Regions from separate parts of the Mus musculus genome. Here region 1 is linked to region 2. The links are chromatin contacts, called in public promoter capture Hi-C maps. All regions are on one chromosome and are shown on one strand. The core of a region is the stretch at or near the end of the contact, and the rest is flanking DNA. Distances in the headings are between cores, read along the strand shown. Region 1 holds the start of Cnnm3 (cyclin M3). Region 2 holds the start of Mitd1 (MIT, microtubule interacting and transport, domain containing 1).

Evidence for each region. Promoter capture Hi-C pulls out the DNA fragments that hold promoters and counts their contacts.
Region 1: a contact with region 2 is called in a promoter capture Hi-C map of second pharyngeal arch cranial neural crest. The contact joins the promoter of Cnnm3 here to the promoter of Mitd1 in region 2. A contact is called at or near these places in 4 of 39 promoter capture datasets (the 3T3-L1 cell line, liver, pre-B cells and 1 more), 1 of 115 datasets of contacts at active chromatin or transcription factors (astrocytes) and 1 of 9 other capture datasets (liver).

The regions. Positions count from the first base shown.
Region 1 is chr1:36,509,801-36,516,076 of GRCm38.p6, forward strand. Cnnm3 (cyclin M3) reads left to right here and starts at 2,067. Exons shown (of 8, transcript NM_053186.3): 1 at 2,067-3,353. The coding sequence starts at 2,111.
Region 2 is chr1:37,888,821-37,895,046 of GRCm38.p6, forward strand. It overlaps Mitd1 (MIT, microtubule interacting and transport, domain containing 1), which reads right to left and starts at 1,591. Exons shown (of 7, transcript NM_026913.3): 1 at 1,340-1,591. The coding sequence starts at 1,490. Mrpl30 (mitochondrial ribosomal protein L30) reads left to right here and starts at 1,657. Exons shown (of 6, transcript NM_027098.3): 1 at 1,657-1,764; 2 at 4,123-4,203; 3 at 5,119-5,195. The coding sequence starts at 5,145.

The DNA of each region.
Region 1 (6,276 bases), core at 817-3,316, 1.4 Mb before region 2:
CAATGGAAAGAATACCCCAAATGAAAGGCTAACGTAGAAATGTGTATACAGGGATGGGATGAAGTTGGAGCCGTGTATACAGAGATGGGATAAAGTTGGAGCGGTCTGTTGTCCATCACAAGTGTGTTTGGTGCTGAACCCCTGCGACATACCAGCTGCTCTAGCTTTGTGGGGAAGAGATCATTGTCCCAGGCCTTCGCCCCTCCTGTCACTTCTCTCTGGGACCTTTCTTCCCAGACCTTATAAGGCTTGCCCCTCATATCAACCTCTGTTCAAATGTTCCCTCCTTGATTACCTACATCTCCGTTAGCATCATCTCCCCAATGTTTCCTCGTCCTCTCCTTATAACACTTCCAACCGGGTCTTAAAATGTTTCCTGGGATCCCAGCACTGGTTCTGAGCACCACGAGGGTGGAAGCTGTTGTCCCTGCCAGAGTTCCAGCCTTTGGGAAGTTACCTGTCCCGCACACACTCAGTGTAGGAAATGCTTGTCACACGAGCAAATGAAGAGCACATGGAGCTAAGATGCACAAGCTAGCCAGGGAGATCATACCTTGCCCCCATTTATGAGGTGTTTGCTTTGTTACATTTTTTTATTGTTATTTTAAAATTGATGTTTGGCCAGGCAGTAGTGGCACATGTCTTTAATCCCAGCACTTGGGAGGCAGAGGCAGGTGGATTTCTGAGTTCGAGGCCAGCCTGGTCTACAGAGTTCCAGGACAGCCAGGGCTACACAGAGAAACACTGTCTCAAAAAAAAAATTGATGTTTGTATGTGTATGTTTGCGTGTATGCACATATGCCATGTGGGACTGTTTCAGTTATGTCTACAGAATCCATTTTAGAAAAAAAATTCAAGAGGCTGGAGAGATGGACTCAGTGGTTAAGAGCACTTACCACTCTTGCAGAAGGCCTGGTTCCCAGAACCAACATGGTGGCTCACAAATGTCAACTCTAGTTCCAGGGGATGTAGTGCCCTCTTCTAGCCTCCTTCGGCACCTGCATACACAACACACATACATACACTTGGGCCCACACAGACACAAAACAAAACAAAACATATGTATAAGATGTGTACATGTCTTAGTACATTTAGGGAGAAAGTAGAGAGAAAAATGCAAAAAACAGGGATACCCATAGAGAAGCTAATCCCATAAAGACCACATACAATGAACGAAGAATGCTCCATCTGATCATGCAGGTGTCTTCCAAAATAAGGACAAAAAGAACCCTCTCAAACAGCTTTCTCAACCCGAGGAATCAGAATAAACTGTGGTTGTGAAGCTAGCATGTATGGAAATTCCTGACAGCTGCTATCTCCCTGCATGGCTGAATGACCCGAATGTCAGGTGCATGTCAGAAACCAAAGGCACACAGAATCAGTCTCTAAACATCGTTTTATTGTAAGCTTAATTACATGAAACAAGTGTGAAGATTCAAGGAAACAGATTTTTCTGGGTTTGAGTATTTACTATGGACCTTCCTATCAAGGCATCTTCCTCAAAAGCAGGTGTCTGTCTTGATATCCACAGAGCCCAACGCAAAGCTAAGAGACTTTAGCTTTAAAACAAACCAATAGAGCTGGGTGAGGTTAAGAATGTGTGCTGAGGACCAGAGTTCAGTTCCCAGCACAGCTTCCCATTAGCTTGGAACTCCAGCTCCAGGGGGAATTCGACGCCCTCTTGCGTCTGCCCAAAGCACTGCCCTCGCAAGCGCAAACCCACATACAAATACAAATGATAAGAAAATGTTTTAAACAAACGACTCCAGGTTTCCCTGTGCCCAGTCCCTGGTTCTTATTCAGCCCTTAGCCTTGCTGGCCAGAGGGTTAATGACCTTCCTTTGCTCGTCCACACGCGCCGGGAACTCCGAGGCCGTCCCAGACAGCCGCCCCGCGTCCTCCCTTGCCTGCGGAGCCCCACGCCCCTCCGGCTCGCCCCGCCCCGCGCCGCTTGTTTACTCCCCGGCGCAGCCTAGTTCTCCCCAGAGCCCGCCCCCGCCAGCCGCTTATTGGTCAAAGTGACGCGGAGGCCCGCGCCGATTGGCTGCAACAACAGAGGCGCGGGTGAGTGGGGTAGGCTGCGCCCGAGGCCCAGAAGGGGTAGCAGGCCATGGCGGCGGCTGCTGCGGCTGTGGTGGGTTGGTTGGGCTGGGTGCTTGCCGCGTTCTGTCTGGGCAGCACCGCAGGGGAGGCGGCGCCGGCGCCGGGCGCGGGACTGCTGAACTTCTGCACGGAAGAGGACAGCGCACCGGGCGCGGGCTCCCTGCGCGGAAGGGCAGCGCCAGAGGCCACTTTGTGCTTGCGACTCTTCTGCTCCGGCTTGGCCAACAGCTCCTGGACCTGGGTAGCCGCCGAGGGCGCAGGCTGCCCGGAGGGCGGACGGGCCACGGAGCCCGAGGAGGCGGCCGCCCCGACGGGCGAGTGGCGCGCGCTGCTGCGCCTGCGCGCCGAGGCCGGCCACCCGCGCTCCGCGCTGCTGGCGGTGCGCGTGGAGCCGGGTGGTGGGGCCGCGGAGGAGGCGGCGCCGCCCTGGGCGCTGGGGCTGGGGGCGGCCGGGCTGCTGGCCCTGGCGGCGGTGGCGCGCGGCCTGCAGCTGAGCGCGCTGGCGCTGGCGCCGGCCGAGGTGCAGGTGCTGCGCGAGAGCGGCTCGGAGGCGGAGCGCGCGGCGGCGCGGCGCCTGGAACCCGCGCGGCGCTGGGCCGGCTGCGCCCTGGGCGCGCTGCTGCTTCTGGCCAGCCTGGCGCAGGCGGCACTGGCCGTGCTGCTGTACGGGGCGGCGGGCCAGCGCGCCGTGCCCGCCGTGCTGGGTTGCGCGGGGCTGGTGTTCCTGGTGGGTGAGGTGCTGCCGGCCGCCGTGAGCGGACGCTGGGCGCTGGCGCTGGCGCCGCGCGCGTTGGGCCTCAGCCGCCTGGCGGTGCTGCTCACCTTGCCCGTGGCGCTGCCGGTCGGGCAGCTGCTGGAGCTGGCAGCGCGGCCGGGGCGTCTGCGGGAGCGCGTGCTGGAGCTGGCGCGCGGCGGCGGCGACCCCTACAGCGACCTCAGCAAGGGAGTGCTGCGCTCCCGGACCGTGGAGGACGTGCTCACGCCGCTCGAAGACTGCTTTATGCTGGACTCCGGCACTGTCCTAGACTTCAGCGTCCTCGCCAGCATCATGCAGAGCGGCCACACGCGCATCCCAGTGTACGAGGAGGAGCGCTCCAACATCGTGGACATGCTCTACCTCAAAGACTTGGCTATCGTTGAGCCCGAGGACTGCACACCGCTCAGCACCATCACCCGCTTCTACAACCATCCACTCCACTTTGTCTTCAACGATACCAAACTGGACGCTGTCCTGGAGGAGTTCAAGCGAGGTAAGGGGACGCCCCTGTTAGAAAGGCCCCAGAAAGTGATGGCCTTGTACCTGCGAATGACCTTTGGAAATATTTAAAGACCCACCTTTTAGAAGCGGAAGGAAGTGCTATGGGAGTCTGATGCGGGAGGATCGGAAGGTGGTTACCCTGTTTGTTAAATAGAAAATTTTAAAAAAGTTGGGGATGTAGCTCAGTGCTTGCCTAACATACATGAAGCCCTGACCATTACCCAGTACCACATAAACCCAAGCAGTGGCCTACCTACTTAGAAGGATGGAAGCCGGCCTGGACTAAAGATTCTGTCTCAAAAGTAAATGAATGAATAAAAAGATCCATTGGCAGGCAGCAAGCATGCCTACTTGGCTCTAATCCCAGAGGTTTCCTTCTCCTGGGCTGTATTGTGCACTTGGGCTTCCTAGTTGCCCCAGATTCTTGGATAGTAACTAAAATGATGTCAAGAGGGTTAGGTAACTGGAAACTGTTGTCTTTGCCTTTTTAGCATTAAATTAGCTGGACCTGTAATGGTTCCTGGCCCTTTCAGATTGTGGGATTAGAAAGGACTCATAATACTTACTGTGGGTACTGAGAGAACTTCCATTTTAATGTCATCGGAAGCAACTCATGAATAATGACTTAATTTTCCTTCCTGGCTTTTTTCTCCCTCTTAATTTTTTTTTTTTTTGAGATTTTTATTGTTATGTTTATGAGTGCCTGTGTTGTTCCTCATGCATGCAGTGCCTATGGAAGCCAGAAGAAGGCGCTAGGTTCCTTGAGACTGGAATTACAGCCAGCCACCCTGCTGGTCCTGGGAACTGAACCCTGCATCCTCTGGTGCTCTTGCTTCCTCTCTTTCATTTAAATTGTTTTTCAGTGCATGTCAGCTACCTGCTCTTCCCTAACCCCATCTCCATTCTCCCCTTTTTTACCTTAATGTCTCCTTTCATTCTTTTTGAGCAACCCCTATTTTTTTGTTTTGTTTGTTTGTTTTGTTTTGTTTGTTTGTTTGAAACAGTGTTTCTCTGTGTAGCCCTGGCTGTCCAGGACCTCACTCTGTAGACCAGGCTGGCCTCAAACTCAGAAATCTGCCTGCCTCTGCCTCCCGAGTGCTGGGATTAAAGGCGGCGCCACCACGGCCTGGCGATCAGCCCTTTTTTGTTTTTTAAGATGTACTTATTTTCTGTGTGTGAGTGTTTTGCCTGCATGTGTTTATGTACACGGTGTGTGTGTCTGGTGCCTGAGACAGTCAGAAGAGGGCTTCGGATCCCCCAGAACTGGAGTTACAAATGGTTGTGAGGCACCGTATGGGTGCTGGCAACAAAACCCAGGTCTTCTGCAAGAGCAAATACATGTGAACATCTAAAGTTGAAAGTAAAAACTATGAGCCGCTCCACATATTTAAATGTGGACCCCTAGGGGACAGGTGGCACATACATTCAGTCCCAGCACTTAGGAAAGCAGAAGCAGGCGGATGTCTGAGTGCACGAACACCCAGGGCTACACAGTCTTGAAACAAAAACAAGGTATAGGCTCCTCTATAACACTCCATGCTCCTCCTTGGGCTGCTTTGCAGAGCATGGGTGCTCCTGCGCACCAGACGTGCTTCCTTGGAGTGGAGGGTGGATGTGCACCAGGGCTCTGGCTGGATTGGGCTGCATGATAGGGTGTAGCAAATGGAGCAAGCCCCCCTGAAGTGGGTCTCAGGCCCCAGGGCCTGTCAGTGATTTCTTGGACAGCCACTGCAAGAGGCAGCTCTCTGATGTGATGAGCTCGCTGCTCTTGTATTGAACTCAGCGTGTGCCAGGCTCTTGACGGGCACCCTGCATTCCCAGTCTCCCTTGTCTGTGCAGGAGACCTGTATATAGATCATGAATAAGTGAACAGGAGGCTTAAGTGGGCAGCTCTGATTGTGTCTGGCCTCTCAGGTGTGTCCTGGCTTTATCCTAGATCTTGGTCTTGCAGACTCTTTCTAGGGAGTGAGTAGGTAGTATAGTGTCTGGGCTGTTGTCACTTCTCACAGAGTGGGAGCCAGCCCTGCCTACTTCGAGTTCCCAGGTCCTAGGAAGACTGCCACGGCTCTCTCGCTCTGTTAGTTTATCAAAGAAGAGAGAGAGAGACTGAGATCTGGTGTGCTTGTCAGTCTAGTGACTCCTTCCTGGGAGATGGTATTTGTTAGCGCCCAGCAAATTAGCCTTTTAAGGGTGACCCTGGACAGATAGGGTCCATCTCTTCCAGAATCATCATAAGCCTTCTGTTAGGAGAGGAGTATAAGGACCATCGCTGTCCCTTTGATGCTCCAAAGTCTCTTTAGGTTTCTCAGTCTCATGAAGGACAATGGTGTACGCTTTGCCAGAGCAAGTTCTGGTTGACCTGTATCAATAGGAAAGACATGTCCCAGCTGAGGACAGAGGCAGGAGGAGTGTGAGTTTGAAGCCAGGTGGGATCGGGGAGGGGGGTGAGCAGGGGAGGTATTCATCATAGTGTCCCATTCCTCTGCAGCTCAGGTTAGGGCGGTGGAAGGGCGAGGGGCATCCCTGTCTGGAGAGAGCTGAATTTAAGCTTTGGGTGTTAGTATTGGTGTGAAGGACAACACAGATGAGAGCTGTTTCTCACTGCAGACCCTTAGTTAAAAGTGTTCACAGACAAAAAAAAAAAAAAAAAAAAAAAAAAAAAAGCCGGGCGTGGTGGCGCACACCTTTAATCCCAGCACTCGGGAGGCAGAGGCAGGTGGATTTCTGAGTTCAAGGCCAGCCTGGTCTACAAAGTGAGTTCCAGGACAGCCAGGGCTATACAGAGAAACTCTGTCTTGGGAGAAAAAAAAAGTGTTCGCAGAGGGAAGATGAGTGGAGCCCTTGTGTGTCAGCTTGTGGACATGGGGTGGGTCATTTGATCAGCAGGGCTGTGAACCAGGAGCACTGCCTCAGTG
Region 2 (6,226 bases), core at 341-2,840:
CAGGTTTCTTCCCTGTTTGAGTTCCTGTCCTGACTTCCTTCAATGATGTACTACAATGTGGAAGTAAATAAGCCCTTTCCTCCCCAGCTTACTTTTGGTCATGGTGTTTCATCCCAGCAACAGAAACCCTAACTAGGACAGCAAGCTAAAAAAAAAAAAGAGAGAGAGAGAGAGAGAGAGAAAAAAAAATTTTTAAGTGGAGGTATTCTCTGTGGATAGATAAAGCTGCTCCCAGAAACACAACTTACTAAACAAATAAATAGGAAAAATAAATAGATAGATAGATAGATAGATAGATACACCCCAGTGCTGAGAGTGGGCTGTGAGTTCCCCCCAAACAATACAGGATTGCCCCTGCTTTTGGATGTCCATCAAAACTCATTCATAAGACCCTATTGCTAAAGATGCCACATGCCTTGACCACAGGTCGAGAACAAACTGGAGCTGGTTGAAAGCGTCCTCCTTGTTGGATAGTACCACGGTGTTGGATGGTGCTACTCAAGCTGCTGGGGGAGAAATGTCTTACTCAGCCACTCCCTCTGTTAAAACCAACCATCTGGGAAAGATGAGCCCATTGGCGCAATCGTGGTAAATGTGGTACCCAACTGCTTTCTGATTGGATGTGAAGTCTGCTTGACAAGAGGGACTCTCATCTGGTACTTTATACCTAACTAAAAATCAAGACTGTGGCGGTCCTAGGCCCTAGGGGCCGTACTACTACTGCTGTAGTTTTATTAAATCAACATGATGTATCTGCCAAACTGCCCTCTACCTCATTATGTTTATGCCCATAGAGCAGTGCTGTAGTCCACATGGTCAGAGAAGCCTCTTCCACCAGTACCGGGTAGTGACTGCAGAGACTGACAACTGGTTGGTGCACATAGAATAAATGGCCGTGGAATGCACCCCCATCTTGAGAATGAATATATAATCATTGATGGAGGAGGGAGAGACAATTTAGTCAGTGCTGTAGTCGCTGGTAACGTGCACATAGCTCTGTAAACAAACTTCCACCCTAGTGAAACTCAATGGATCATAGTTGGGGTGAGGGCAGGAAGGTGAGCCAGAGGAAGGAGAAAAATCATGTCACAAACTGACAACAACGAAGAATAAAATTGATTCAAACGCAAGACCTATCAAGCCTTATAGATTATATTTGGTTATGCCTCTTATGGTCCTTAGCGATAACATCGGTCTATTGCAAAGGCCACCACCTCCGTTGTCCTGCAGATTATCAGAATATAACTCCTGAATTTGAATGCTTCCTGGTAGTTAGTAAGTTTCGTTTTCTTAAGTTTCCGCTCAGTCCCAGACAGAGCGGAAACCGAAACTCGCTCACCTTTCAGAACCTGCAAGAGCATGTCAATCCCCTCCTGGTAACACACCAGAGCCTGCTGGTACCGGGACTCTGCATCCAGCTCTACTGCCCGCTTTAGTACCGCCACCGCCGCAGTGCTATCGGAATCCTGTCCCAGGCTGGACTTAGCCATCACTGTGACAACTCCTGGGCACCGCCAGCAAATTCCAAGAGCTGACCCACTGCGCTTCCAGGAAGCGCACGCGTGACGCCGCTGCGCCTGCGCTGTCTTCTATGGCGCGTTGTGAATGGGCCGGGACAAAAAAAAAAAAAAACCTTTCCCGGAACCAAAGAACCGTACGGTCTGTGACGGCAACGGCGTGGTTTGAATGTTGCACTGGGTCCACCTGCCTCTGTTCCTCTCCTTCCGGCTGCGGGGACGTTCGGAGTGGACACAGCGGTCGCCGGTGAGTGCGGTCGTGGGAGCTAGAGGCTCTCTCTGCAGTTACGAAATGACTTTCTTTCTGTTTCGAGTTGGAGGTCCCGCAGACCTATTTCTTGATCTTCTGAAAGCAGCCAGGTTGTCACTTTATTCGAGTCGTGCTGCGACGCGCGTGTCTCTGAGAGTCTCACTCGTGTAGATCTAGGTCCGAGCCATCCAAGCGTCAGTGAAATTTATTATTTTTTTTTAAGAAGGCAAAACTTGCTTAATTTTAAGATGTTGCGATTTTAGAGTGCTGAGTTTTTGGAGTTGCTGTTTATTAAAGACAGTGATTTTGCAGGCCCCTGTGATTGTCACTTGTTAAAGCAGCTGCTTTTGGTGGCTGAGAGGCCGTTATGACGGCTGCCTACTACCTTTACGTCCTGGGAATTCGAAGAAGAGAGACATTTGTTGATTTCAGAGAACGCGGTTGATTGCACGGGAAATTCAGTGTTCTGTATTTTCAGGAATGTTCACTCCTCGTTATAGATATATACCTTGACCCTTTAGAAAGAGAAATTAATTAAAGAACCACTTACGAGCTGGTGTTGTAGTTTAGGGGTAAAGAGCTGTTTACGTGCATAACCATTGTAAAAAAGCAAAACAACAACAAAACTCCAGCAAACCTTTCGGGGTGAGGGAGAGGAAAAATGGTTTTGGCAGCCTTTTGTTTTTCTGTGTATACTCATATATTAACATATTAGAAAATAGAAATAGGTTATATATCCCATGTGATAAATGGTATTTTTCAGTTTATTTTTATGTGTATGGGTGTTTTGCCTGTCATATCTACACCATGTGCGTGTAGTGCCCATGGAGGCCAGAAGATAGTCAGATCCCCTGGAACTAGATAGAGTTAAAAAAACATTTGTAAGCTTCCAGGTGGTCACCGGGAATTAAATGTGGGACCTCTGGAAGAGCAGCCAGTGCTCATAACTGCTGAGCCATGTCTCCAGCCCCATTTTTCTGGTATTTGCAACAGTACAGAGGAAAGTTGTTGTACAGTAGATGGCAGTATAATTGCTTCAAGGTCCAAAAGCTACGCACATAAGAATAATGCCTACTGTATTGAAATGAGTTGCAGCTCAGAGCACTTATATTCTGTATGCAAGGCTATGGGTTCAATCCCCAGTACCTTCCCTCACCAAAAGGAAAAACAACAACAACAAAAAGCAGTTTTGATGGTGCTGCCTGCTTATATCTGAAATTAAACTTCAGCAGAGAATCTTGAGTGCCGAAGCTGCTTTGAGAGACACATCTATGACTTGAGCAGATCCAAACCAAAATATAAAGTCCTTGTCTTCTGGCACTGTCCCGTGTACAGAGTGGAGACAGCCACTAAATGGTAAACCAGCAAAGTACAATAGAACACGAGTACTCAAGTAAGGCAAGGTGCAGAAGTGCTGGCAGGGCTGTGGCTGCGAATGTTAAGCTGTTTGGTGGAGGTAGTCCTCATTCAGGACTGAAACAGCGTGATCCAGGTAGACCTGTTGACAAGAGAAGGTTTGAGCCAAAATAGGGAGAAGACCTCCAGCTTCAACTAGGTGTTGAACCCAGAAACTCATGCATGCCAGGTAAGCGTTGTACCTCTGAAACATATTCCTAGTTCCAGCTTTAATTTTTTTTAATTTATTTTTTAATAAATGAGCTTTTAGCTTTAGGCAATTTTAGATTTCAAGAGAAGTGGTGAGTGAAGCTTAGTACAGGGACCTGTACCTTCCCTGCTCAGTTTCTGCCTTTATCATCAAATATTAGTGTAGGGTGCTCAGTGCAGCTGCTGAACCAAATTGGTACGTTATTAACGTCATTTGCTTTATTAAGACAGATTTCTTTAGCTTTGTTGGGTGTCCATGTCCTATTATATTCCAGGATCCAACTCAGACACCAATGTAGTGTGTATTGTATATAATGATGATTGTGTAGCTCTTGGGTTCTTGGCCAGTTTCTCGGGTTTCTAGTTGTGATGACCTTGGCAGTTTCGAGAAGTGAGATATTTGAAAATGTGTTAATGAAGTGTTTTCCACAGTTAGGGTTACTATTGCTACGATGAAGCACCATGACCAAAAAAAGGAAGCAAGTTGGGGAGGAAAGGGTGTATTTTCCTTTGAGAGACACATCTCTCTTCTACATCATAGTCCATCACTGAGGAAGTCAGGACAGGAACTCAAGCAGGGCTTATGGCAAGGTGACATAAAATTAGCTAGCACACACAATAACCCTCAGTCCACGGTGGTTTTTCTCTTAAGTGGAGTTAAATGTATCGGCTTTGTGGTGGAAGTCATTTCATTACATGTCCTGGGATCAAGTATAGGTGCTAGCAACGTTTTGTTCTGTTTTATGATAGGTTCCCACTATGTAGCCCTGGCTGGAATGCTGTCCGCTCTGATCACCATTGGTGTTCCCCATCCCTGATCTCCTGGTGGAGGTAGTGTTACATGTCAGTTTGTTCTCCTTAATGGCAACCCCTGCTGTTCTGTACAGCACTCCTGGGAGCAGTGCTCCAGTCCCTTTACTTGTATGTAAGTGTGGACTGATCCATGACAGTGTAGGTCCCAGTTATAAACTGAAACTTTGTTGTGTGTTTGTTTAACTATAGTCACTCCAGTATGGCCACTGGGAGCTGTTTCAGTTGTGTCTGTATCCCTTTAATACGCTCCCTTGGGTTTGCATTTCTGAGTACCGACTTCCTGGTTCCTCAGGTTGCAGCAGACTGTCAGCTGTCTCTTGAAGGAGCCCTTTGAAGCGAGTGCTATTAAAGTCACTATCTGAGCACAAAGTGTGTTCATAGCTGCTGGTGTAGTTGTCCTCTCAACAAACAAAGTGAGCCCATGTGTACATACATGCCAACCCTAGTGGTTGGCAGGGTTCCTGAGGGGAGATGAGGAGTCTGAAAGGGAGGACTTTTCTTTCTGTCCCAGGCTTCCCAAGTGTAGGGTCAGAGGCATGTGCCACCAATGCCTATCTGTACATACTCTCCTAATGGCTGGATACCTTGGGGAAGTGATTGCTTTCTGCAAGTCATCTTCCTCATATGTAAAATAAGAGGGCACTTGGTTCTGATTCTAAGAGGTAGAATTTCTTCAGTACCATCTAGTTTTGCATTTTCTGTGATTTCTCTGACAAAGAAAAATGATCAAATATTATTTATACTTGTTGTGACAAGTTTTGGGTGATAGAAAACTCCATTTCCCAGTTTTGTGGGATGAACGCAGACACTAAGCTCACTAGATGAAAATAGGACTGTTTAACGTATAATGACTACTGAGGTTTTACCGACACGGAAGGGGAGATGTGCCCATCTGCTATGTGTTTGACCAGCAGTGTGTTTCCTACTCCTCAGCCTCTGAAGAGAGAATTCCCACCCCCATGGCTGGGGTTCTGCGCTCCGCGTTCCCGAGGCCTCCATGCAGACTGCAGGTAAGCTTTAACTTTCCATGGCTTTCTCTTACAGCTAGGGCTGACCTCCACCTCACTGTGCGGCTGAGGATAACCTTGAGCTCTGCCTGCCTCCACTTCCCAAGTGCCCAGGTTTGTGCAGTGCTGGGGACTGGACTCAGCTTGATGCATGCAGGCAAGCACTGTGCCAAGTGGGCTACATCCTCAGTTTAAGAACTTGCTTTTTTATGTTTTCCTCTCTTGTTAATTACAAAACACAAAAGCAAGTTAATCTTTTTAAAAGGTCCTTCTGATGTAAATTAGTTGGTTTAGGTCTGCTGCATTTGTGGTGTGAGAGCTCAGAGCCTTATGAGCACTGGGCATACACTCTAGCGGAGCTACACCCAGCCCTTGTTCATTCCTGCTCTATGTGCTATTTTCCCTAGAGATTTCCAATCCCAAAATGCCTTTTCCTGTAGACTAAGCCAATGAAAAGGCTACTGCTGATTGCCCTTGGTCTGTTTTAATGTTACAGTTTTAGGGGAAACCCTTCAATTATGAAAAGAATACATTTTCAATCACAGTCAGATAAACAGAAAAAGTAGAAGATATGCAATCTCCTGAAGAAAAGAAATGTGTTAGCATCTCCTCCTAGTGCTTAGAGAGTACATTGGGATAACTAATGAATACATATTGACCAGACTGGGTACAGACCCAGAGATATGCTAGGACTCCATACAGAACACCTCCTGGCTGTGGGGGTGGAAATGTCAGCTACTTCCATTTGGCTAATGAATTCAGTATGGTCTCCCTTTTGGTACTTTGGAAACTGACCCTCTGGGAAGATGTGTGACTCACATCTTAGTGTTGTAAGCAAAGGAAGCAGGACCAGGTTTCCCTTCTCTCACCCTGTCTAGACTTAACCCTCTAGTTGTTGGATCAGCTCTGTAGTTCAGAGAAGTCTGAAAGAGAAAGACTGCAGTGAATCCCTGTGTCCAACTGCACAAGTAAAGGAGGACTGGGCAATAAAGTCAAGAGGTGAGAGCTGGGCCTGGTGGTGCTGTTAGGACTAG